2 separate regions of the Neogale vison genome follow, and region 2 is linked to region 1. The links are chromatin contacts, called in public Hi-C maps. All regions are on one chromosome and are shown on one strand. The core of a region is the stretch at or near the end of the contact, and the rest is flanking DNA. Distances in the headings are between cores, read along the strand shown.

The links. A called contact is a pair of places that touch in the nucleus more often than the background predicts.
Region 2: a Hi-C map of fibroblasts shows a contact between it and region 1, with 2.7 times the contacts expected there. The contact joins the promoter of RFX2 here to the promoter of MLLT1 in region 1. A contact is called at or near these places in 2 of 3 Hi-C or Micro-C datasets (fibroblasts and muscle).

What each region holds. Positions count from the first base shown.
Region 1 is chr6:220,100,812-220,106,022 of ASM_NN_V1, forward strand. It overlaps MLLT1 (protein ENL), which reads left to right and starts at 2,478. Exons shown (of 11, transcript XM_044254436.1): 1 at 2,478-2,536. The coding sequence starts at 2,525.
Region 2 is chr6:220,242,524-220,247,734 of ASM_NN_V1, forward strand. It overlaps RFX2 (DNA-binding protein RFX2), which reads left to right and starts at 1,980. Exons shown (of 17, transcript XM_044254439.1): 1 at 1,980-2,106.

The sequences.
Region 1 (5,211 bases), core at 1,228-3,727:
GCCTTGATGCGGTTGTCACTTTTGAAAGTAATGAATGAGCTCCGGTGTTGTTCTGATATTATTACAGACTCGTGGATATTTATACATTCATGGTGTCAAGAAATCCATTAATTTTTTAATGTGGTAAAAATATACATAACAAAATTTATGATTGCGACCATTTTAAGTGCACAGCTCAGTGGTGTGAAGCACACTTACACGGTGGTCCAGCCATGCCCATCATCCGTCTCTAGAACTTTCCATCTCTCCTGAACTGAAACTCTGTCCCAGGAAACACTGACTCCACACCCCCTGCCCCACCTCTGGCTCCCACCATGTCCTCTCTCGCTCTCTCTGTGGATAGGACTCCTCTAGGGACCTTCTGTGAGGGGAATCAGGTAGGATTTGTCCTTCTGTGTCTGGCTTATTTCACTGAGCATAATGTCCTCCATGTTGTGGTAGCTGTCCCTCCGTTTTAAGAGTAAATCATATTTCATTGCATGGATGGATCCCATTTTGCTTGTCCATTCAACTGCTGATTGCCACTTGGGTTGTTTCTCCGTTATTCTTTCCAATTCTTAAAGGGTTGTGCTTGATTTACTGGGAGCCCTGGGAATATAGTTTTGAAAACCCCCAACAGTTCAAAATTTAACTTAAAGAGAATTTCCCAGATGAGTAAGGGAGCGGTGGTTGAGTTCCTGAAGCTTTTCCTTGCAACAACTGTAGCTGGAAGGTTTTTCACTGCAAGTTTCCTTTAGAGACAAAAGGCTAACCCGCCAATTTTTGTCCCTTTACTGGGGACAGTGGTTCTGAAATTTGATTAAGTTTCACTATCGTCTGCAGGGCTAGTATGGCCATCCCTCTGGGTGCAGGTTGTGCACTCAGAGTTTCTGATTCCGTAAATCAAGGGAGATTAGAATTTGCATTTTGAATAAAGTTCCCAGGAGATGCCGAACCTGCTGGTTCAAGGACCACTTAGAACTACTGATCCACTTACATCCAGTTATAGGATTAAAAAAAAAAAAAGTTGTACTGACATCAAAGTTGCTCCTTATTTTCTCAGCAGGTCCTTCATTTCTTCCCCCCAGCACGCCCAGCCCTAGATCAAAAGGTAGGGTATTACTATGACAGCGTCTGGCCTTTTTCAGAGTCTTACGAGGAATTATGTTCATTCCAAAGTTACTGATTTCCTGATGTTCTTCAGTACAAAATAGCACCCTGATTACCTAAAGAATACTTGGCCGACACTTAAACGTGAAGGCGGGGTGGGGAGCACAAGAAAACCTCCAAGCAAACCAAAAGCCCTGGTTTAATATAAGAAGAGATTTAAAATAACTGCACAAAGGTGCCTGGGTGGCTCGGTTGGTTAAGTGTCTGCCTTCATCTCAAGTCATGATCCTGGATGGAGCCCCGAGTCAGGCTCCCTGCTCAGCGGGGAGCCTGCTTCTCCCTCTCCTCCCTGTTTGTGCTCTCAGTCGCTATCTCGGCCTCTCTCAAATAAATAAATAAAATCTCTAAAAGATAAAATAAAGCATACGAGTCCCCAAGTTGCAGGCAGAAGTCCCATTGTCCGAGAGACAAGTGGCTTGCAAGATCCTAAAAAAGATGGAGCGGTATGTCTCTGTCTCATCCAAACACAGTTTACAAATTGTGAAATTATATGATCACGGGTAAATTAAAAGATGGTTTTAGAGGGATTAGGGGAATGATCAATTTCATGGATGAAATGAGGCTTTCTTGATCATTTTAATGCAGAAGATTTAAAATGTGTATCATTGAAGTCAGTGTGAACTAAGACTACAAGGTACTGAGCGTCCCCATTTCACAGATGTGCAAACTGAGACTCAGACGGAGAGGCTAGTCGACCAGGCTTTCCCTGATGCAGATCCAGCATCGGAAAATTAATTTCTCGCTCCAGAGCCCGGAGCCCGTCCCAGGACACGGTAGCAACACGTGGCCAGGAAACAAAAGTGTTCCTAGGGCACCCTCCCCGGGGCTCGAACCGACTCCTCAACTGGACCAGGTTAGGCTCAGGCCCCCGGGAAGCTCCGGCCACGAGGCAGCGCCCCCTGCGGGCCGCAGTGCGCAGGCGCGGCACGCCCGTCCCGCCCCCGCCCCCCTCCACGTGCGGCGCACACCTCGCGCTCCCCTCCGCCGGGCTCGCCTCGCGCCTCCCTCCCTCCCTCCCACCGCCCCTCCGGTTCGGGCTTCCCATTGGCTGGGGGCTTCGTCCCTCCGACCGCAGCCCGGCAGGCCCCCGCCAGGCAGGAAGTCCCGCCCCAGGAGCGGCGGTCCGCGCTGCAGATTAGCCCAGGCGGCTGTCAGTCGGGGCGGCAGGCCAGAGTCGGCGGCGGGGGCCCGCGGTCGGTGCGCGACCCGGACTGGCGGTGGTTTCCGGTTCCGCGGGGCTGGCGGGCGGGCGGGCAGCCGGGAGCGGCGGCGGCGGCGGCGGCGCCCGACAGACAATGAGGGCGGCGGGGCGGCGCTGAGCGGCGGCGGCGGCGGCGAGCGACGCGGGGCCCGGGGGCGGGGCGGGGCGCCAGCCATGGACAATCAGGTGAGGAGCGGCCGCGCCGCCCCAGCGCAGCCCGCCGCCCGCCCGGTCCCCTCCCTCCCTCCCACGACCCGCCCGCCCGGCCCTCCTCGGTCCCGGCCTCCCCGCCCACGCTCAGCTCCCGCCCGCCCCGCTTTGTGCTAGCCCGCCGCTCCCCCGGCCTTTATGTGGGGCGGGGGCGCCCCTCCCCCATCCGCGACCCCGGCCCGGCCAGAGCCCCTCGGACTTCTCTGGGGGTCCGGACCTGGCCCAGCGCAGAGCCCCCTGAGACGCCCCCCCAAACCGCAGCCCGACCCAGACCCCCCGGGATGCCCCCGGTGATCCCAGTCCAGCCCAGAGCCTCTGGGACGCTCCTCGGCACCCCGGCCCGGGCCACAGCCTCCACTGGCGGCTCAGACTCCCCCGGGACTCCCCTTGAGACTTCAGCCCAGCCCAGCACCCTGTGGGACGCTCCTCGGGCTCCTGAACCAGCCCAGAGCCCCCACAGGTGGCCCAGAAGCCCCTGAGATGCCCTTTGGGACCCCAGTGCGGCCCAGAGCCGCTTGGATCCCAGCCCACTCCAGAGTCCCCGCAGGCACCCCTGGGGACTCCAGCCCCAGCCAGAGAGTCCCACAGCTGCCCTGGGACCCTTAACATTGTCAGATCTGGGCCATACCACCCTTCTGTGGGTCCAGGGCCTGACTCCTTTTTTCTCCGGACCCTCAGCTCTGAGTCCCTTCAAACTCCCTTAACTAACCCCAGCCTACTGCTGCTTCTTCCTTATACCGAGTGCTGGGGTTTGAAGCCCCCACACCTCCCGGAATCCCCGGGACCTTGGTGCGGCCTCCTGCTTCCTCAAACCTAGGCCCACCTGAAGCCTCCTTAGCCCTCATTCTCTCCAGGACCGAGCTTTCTCTCCCCCTTGATCTTGCCACTGCCTTAGCCTAGGTGACCGCTTTCCCTTGAACTCTGGCTGGGGCCTGGGTGTTTCCCACAATGACCCAGGCCTGCATTGAGCTCGCCCCCTCAGCCCCATCACTTTGGATTTGGGCTTGCTTCCTCAGAGGCTTTGACACCCCCACACCCCCAACCCTTGATTCCTCAGCTCCCTCTGGTCTCAGGCTCCGTCAGTCGCTCGGCCCCTAGAGCCTGGCAGGCTCTCTTTCACCTTCAGACCTTTCTCTTGGACCAGGCCCAGGAGCATTTTCTGCTCTGACCTGGAGCCCTCTAGCCTGTCAGACCCCAGATGGCTCGCTCCCCTCAGCGTGGGTCCTCTGTGCCTCTGCAACCCTGATTGACACTTCCCCACACTTTCCCCCAAGTCCAGATCTGTCTGCCTTTTTCACCCTCAGCTGGCTTCCCTTTGCGGACCCCCGTTCCCCAGCCCCCCCGTACGTCTCTCCTTGCATTCAGGGTCTCCCACTTCCTCCCAACATCCCCAAGCGTGATGTTTTGTCTTTCAGCCCCTCTCCTCTCCCCACAGCACACCCCATATCCCTTCCTTCCCCAGCATCTTAGAGCCTTGCTCCAAACTCAGAGTGGTTCCCCAACCTCCATAAACTCTCCCCATGGCCCCTTTCCCTCTGTCTGGAAACCCGGAGTCAACTCTGTCAGTTTAAGTAAACCTGAGGCCTTTCAGGCCCTGGTCCTGCCTTCACCAGCTCTGCATGTCTTCTTCCCAGTACCCACGCCCCCTCCCCTCTCAAGCCCAGGACTGGTGTGGCCCCCAACATGGGGTCATTTATTTCTTCATCCCTGTCCACCGCCCCTGGGCTTCCAGGGGCACGAGGCCAGGAAGGGCGGTGGTGTGGGGCTCTGGGGGCGGCCGCTGAAATTTGCAGTTGGTGAGGGCAGGTTGAGGCGTCCCTGGCTGCTGGCGCCACCGAGGCGGCAGCTCTGTCTGGTAAGGTGCTGTGGGGCGGTGAAGTTTCAGGGGCCCGTCCCGGTCACCTGTGGTGGTACAGGATCACTGTGGCCTTTCTCTTGAGAGGTGGGGTAGAGTTTAGAGCTGTTGAATGGTGGATTTCTGTAGCGTGGTGTGAGTTCACTTCTCTTAAAGGTACTGAGTTTGTTGCTTCCGGCCTGTGCTAAGTTAGAAAACAAAAGAGAATATACCTTCCGTGTCCACTTTCAATGAAGCCCCCCCCCAACCCCGTGGGAAAGTCTTGTTGGGTACCACGCAGGCATAGAATGTGACCCTCCTGTCGCCCCACTTGCTAATCCCCCGGGAGATATCTTCGGCCCAAATGTGTCCATTCCCCCGTGATTGCCAGGCCCTGGCTGTCTGGGTTGCTGTCATTTATGTAAGTGGAATGGTGGGGATAGGTGGCATTCTTGGCCGTGACAGAGGGAGAGAACAGTCCTGCTTGAGTGGACTGGTGATCACACTTGGGCTAGGAGAGAGATTGCCACTGCCCAGTGGGCAGCCGCTAGCACCTGTGGCCGTTGACATTCATGTGCACGAGAACGAAAAGTCAGTTTCTCGGTGGCACCAGCCACACTTAAGTGCCCATTAACCACCACTCCTGAGCTGTTGGCCACCTTCGTGGGCAGCTCAGAGACACAATAGTTCCATCATGGCAGAAAGTTCCATGGGCCAGTGTTTGTCTAGATCCTTACAGAAGTATTTGCAAGTGAAACTGCTCCCAAAGGAAAGTAAGTGGCACTTTGTAGTCTGATTCTCTATTCCTGGCTGCATT
Region 2 (5,211 bases), core at 730-3,229, 140 kb after region 1:
GAGTTGCTATTATATCACTTTTCCTATAAGCATGAGAATTGTGTCCCTAGCACCTAGAATGGTGTCTGACAAAGAGTAGGCACTCAATATTTTTTGCTAAATTAATAACTGAAGGAAAAAAATAACTGAAGGAAAAAAAAATAACGGAAGGAAAGGAACTGATTCCTGGAGTCCTAAGCTTAAGACTCCCATCACATAAAAATCTGAAAGAAGCCACCTGTTAGAAAGCGGAATCAATTCTTCAGGCGACCATCAGCATTTGCATTAAAATGAATAGAATAGGAAAGATCAGGCATTCCCTAAAGTATCATGTTATGGAAATTTTTAGTTATTATGTGTTTGTTTGGACTGAGCACTGGGGTCAAATGCATTTCTTGCTGTGGTGTTGTGGTCGAAAATGTTTGAAAACCACCCAGCTACCAGCCAAACGCATGGGCTTTGGCACCCGACTCAGGGTCTGAAGCCCTTGCAAGGTGTTTGGCACTGTGCAAACTCACTCATTCTTTACAGACCTCAGTTTCCTGATCTGTAATGTGGGGATATTGCATGCACATTTCTCGGGATATGAGTGTGACATTAAACTGAGTTAGCGTACCAAAAAAAAAAAAAAAAAAAGCTTAGATCAGTTTCTGGCACCTAAGAACAATTTAATCAGTGCTCACTAATATGATTACTTGTTGAGTGAATGAATGAATGGATGAATGAATGAATGAATAGGTCCAAGGTCTAATCTTCCTTGAAATTGCCCTGCCTGTTTCTTTCCAAAACGAGTTTTCTCTCCAGCCCCTTCTCCTGAATAACTATATATGTTTGTTTATTCTGTTTATTGTCAATGTCCCGGGAAGAGAATAAAATCTCCAGGAGAGTGTGGGTTGTTTATCCTATGCAGGGCTGAACCTACCATCTGGGGAGGCAGGGAGGGAAGAGGGTTGGCAAACATTTTCTGTGAAAGGCTGGATAGTAAATATTCTAGGCTCCGCTTATGTCACTCCATCTTTGAGCCACGAATTAACTCTTCAGTGCTCAGCTCTGTCCGTGGATTGTGAAAACAGCCTCTCAAATTCTCTTAAAAGATGGGCCTGGCTGCGTTCCAATAAAACTTTATTCACAAACACAGGCAGACATAATTTCGCCCAAGGGTGTGGTCCGCCAACCCTTAAAGATACTAAAAATACTGGATTCAATAATGCAAGAATTTCATACATTTTTCACCTGCCACTGAAGATTCTTCAAAATCAACCAAAAGGTTGTTTAAAACCTCTTAAATCTTTTTTTTTTAAGGGTTTATTTATTCATTTGACAGAGATCTCAAGTAGGCAGACAGGCAGAGAGAGAGAGGAGGAAGCGGGCTCCCTGCAGAGCAGAGAGCCCGATGTGGGGCTCGATCTCAGGACCCTGAGACCCCTGACCTGAGCCAAAGGCAGAAGGTTTAACCCACTGAGCCACCCAGACGCCTCTGTTTAAAGCCTCTTAAAAAAATATTTTAAAACTCCCAGCTTGTGGTCCATGAGAAACAGGCAGTGGGCAGAACTCGGTCCGCGGGTCGGAGTTTGCCGACCCCAGACTGAGACTATGCCGGGTCGTCCTGAATAATCGAAGACTCCATTAGTGTCGCCGAAGTTTAGCCTTCCGGGAGCAGCGCCACCCACCGGGAGCTGCGCGCGCTTTCTGCTCGCCAACCCTCGGAGCCCCGCGCGCCTCCCGCCAAGCCACGCCCTCCCTCGCGGCGATTGGTCAAGCCTCGCCCTCATCCTCGCCTGGAGACGCCCCCTCTGACGGACACTGCGGGCAACCAATGGAGTACTGCAGGGCCTCCTCGCGCCCGAGGGAGGCGGGCGTAGGCGGGCCGTTAAGGGGTGGGGCGTGGAGCCTGGTAACCGTTGCCGGTAACAACGCCCCGCCCCATCGCGGCGGGCGGGCTGGCGGGCGGGAGCGCGAGGCAGGCGGGCGGGCGGCGGGAGCCGGAGGAGGAGCGGCGCCGCCGCCACCGCCGCCGCCATAGAGACTGTAGCCGTGGAGACTGTTACTTACCAACGGGGACCAACACGCAGCCGCCGCTGCTGCCGCCGCGGGAGCCGCTGCCCGAACTCCCGGCCCGAACTCCAGGTGACCGATGCGACCGCCCTGGGCCCGGCCCGACCGGGGAGTGCGGGGGGCGGCGGGGATCCGGATCGGGGATCGGGACGTTCACCCCAAACGTCCGGGGTGGCGCGCCCGCGGGACCCGTCTCTCCAGCCCAGTTCCGCAGGCGCGGCGGAGTTTGGGGGAGTCTGGGAGCCACCCCCCGACCTTTTACCCAAACTCGGGGGCAAGTGGGAACCGTCGCCTCACTTTTCAGAAAACTTCCCGAGTTGGGGGCCCCCGAGATCCCTCTCTCACTCTTACCCTCTCGCTCGTACCAAATCCCCGACTTGGGTGTGCCCCTGGACCCCTCAAACTTTTATCTTCAAACTCCCTGAACTGGGGCTCCTGGGAACCTCTTCTTACTTTACCCTCAAATCCTTAAGTTGGGGGCGCCCAGGGACCACTCTCTCACTTCCTCTCAACTTCTTGAAACATCTCAACTCCCTACCTTAAACTCCCGGAATTGGGGGCTCCTGCAGACCCCTCTTATCTTTTACTCCCCCAATCTCTGAAACTGGGGTCCCCGGGGCCCCTCTCTCACTCCTAACCTCAGACTCCTGAATCGCGAGGGCCCGGAAGACTCGTTTTCACTTTTGCCCCAATTTCCTGGATTTGGGGTGTCTTGGGGACCGTCTTCTCATTCTGACCCCTCCCTCCAGAATTGTGAGCTTGAGGGCTCCCGTGGAACCCGGTTCTCACTGTTTACCCAAAAGTCGATGAGCTTGTCTTGGGGAAAACGCCCCCCTCCCTTGCTCTCCCCAGACTCACCGAGAATCAGACTCCCCTGGATCCCGTTTCTCACCTCTTTACCAAAAATCCTCGTGGTTGGGCTCTTCGGACCCTCCTCCCCTCTCTCCCTTTGAGCCCCACATTCCAGAGTTTGGGGGATCCTGTGTCCACCAGGGCTTCCACCCCGCTGGGGAAGCCTCTTCGAACGGCCGCCGCTCCCCTATTTAGACCGATCTCCAAGCGAGGAGAGTTTCCCCAGAAGTTGTGTGCGTGTGCGCGTGTGTGCGTGTGTGTGTGTGTGTTTCTGTGTTTTAATGTATTGACTTATTTTGTTTAAAGAGCCTAACCTGTGGCCCAAAACTGCTCGGTGACATTTTCTCCTGGGATTGTGTGAGTGCCTGTATGTTTGTGAATTTGAACCCCACCCGTAACTCCCCCTTCCCCCGAAGCGCACTCGGCACACAGAGACACACAGACACCCCCCCCGCCCCCCAAATACGCTATTCCTTTCCCCTCCTGAGCGAAGCCAGGGGCTCCCTCGCCACCGGTCCCTGTTGGCTGTTTTCGCTGCTGCACTAGGAAAGTTCGGTTTCCCCGATCCTAGTGGCTATTTCAAGGGCCCCTGGGGCCGAGGTGCCCCTGCCATTCCAGCGGAGGCGGGGGTGGTTCACCGTCCTAATTTTAACCTCCTGGTTGCCCTGCAGGAATGAGGGAGGGAGTCCAGGTCCGCGTTCTCCATAGACCTCCTGCCTGCTTCTGGCTGTTTTCATGGTGCAGCCCCCAGCACACACGCACGCGCGGAGCACAACTATTTCTTGCCCGGTGCGATTAACCGGCAGGGCAGACTCCCCTGGGACTTTTTCCCTCCCAGCCAGCTTTATCTCGCAAATCCAAAATATCAAACCTTATGTAAGACTCTCGGTTTCAACTAAGACTCCCCCAGCTAAATAATTATGCTAATAATAATGATCCAAAAAGCAACAACAAAACCTTTTTTTTTTTCCCCTGCGCATATTGTCAATACGTTTTTATCCCTTGTCTTCATGCTCTGAAGCACTGGGTGCTTCTGTTAAGACCCTTACCCTCCTTCCTGGGAGTGTCAGGGCTGGCTACCCGTTCTTTCTCCCATTCGAGTTTAAAAACCCGCTCCAGAATAATGTTAGAGACAGCTTGTCACCTACCCTTGCCAGAGAGGTGAGAGTGTGTGGTGAGAGCCTCCTCTCCCTCTGCCCTCCCCTCCCTCCCCCTTCTCCCCACTCCACCCCCCCAAAACCAAGAATCCAGTCTCTTTAGTCACTGATCACTGCTATCTTGGCCAGCCAGTGAGCTTGGTAAATACCAGAGGGGACCGGGTAGTTTTCAAAAAAAGATTTCCGATGCTTGATGGACAAGCCGACTGCTTCTGTGGTCCTGTGCTATTTGGCTGGTTTAGGCTGGGAGTGAGTTCAGATACAGTTTGCTTCTGCAATAAAAGCAAAACTGAATTATTTAGCCTTTAGGTACATTCTTCTTTTGTGCCAGATAAACTCCAAAGGAGCATCTGGGAGCAGGGGACACTTACTAATTACACTAAGCAACAGAATGAGTTCTTTGAAATTCTATTGATATTTGCGCTCTGCACTAAGGACGTACGTTACCTCTTTTTTCAAAGACTTTATTTATTTGAGAGGGAGTGCATGGGCAAGGCAGGGGGAGAAGGAGAGGGAGAAGCAGACTTTCCACTGTGGGGCTTCATCCCAGGACCCTGAGATCATGACCTGAGCCATGGCTCCATCCCAAGACCCTGAGATCATGACCTGAGCTGAAGGTGGCTGCTTAATCGACTGAGCCCCCCCAGGAGCACCAGGACATACATTATTACCTTAATATTCAACTTTTAGCATGTTTCTAACCGAAGTATGGCCGGGCTGGGGCCAGTCACCAGAAATGCAGATGCTGGGAAATATCTTATTCCTTTGAGCTAATTTGTACTTTCAGAGTCAAGTTAAAATTAATTCTTATTCGTCAATATTTAATTAATTGAACTTCGGTTAATGTTATAGCTGAGTCAAAATTTGGAATGTACCGCTGGGATTTTTATAGACACTTGCGGTTGTTTTCCTCGTAAAATTCCAGGGGCAGTAGGAACCGTATCTTATCACTTTGACTCTTTTTAATTAACTGCAAGGTAACCACTTATTTAAATAATGTGTCCCCCTCCCCTGACACCTGCTTATTTGTAAAATGTGAACTATTTAAGAGACAAGGAAAGTTCGCTGAGAAATCATCTTGCTAGTTGGGACCCTTGCCAGACTTGGGAGCCGAAGGTGTAAGCCCCGAGGCACCCCGCAAACACATCCGCATTTCCGCTCCATGCTG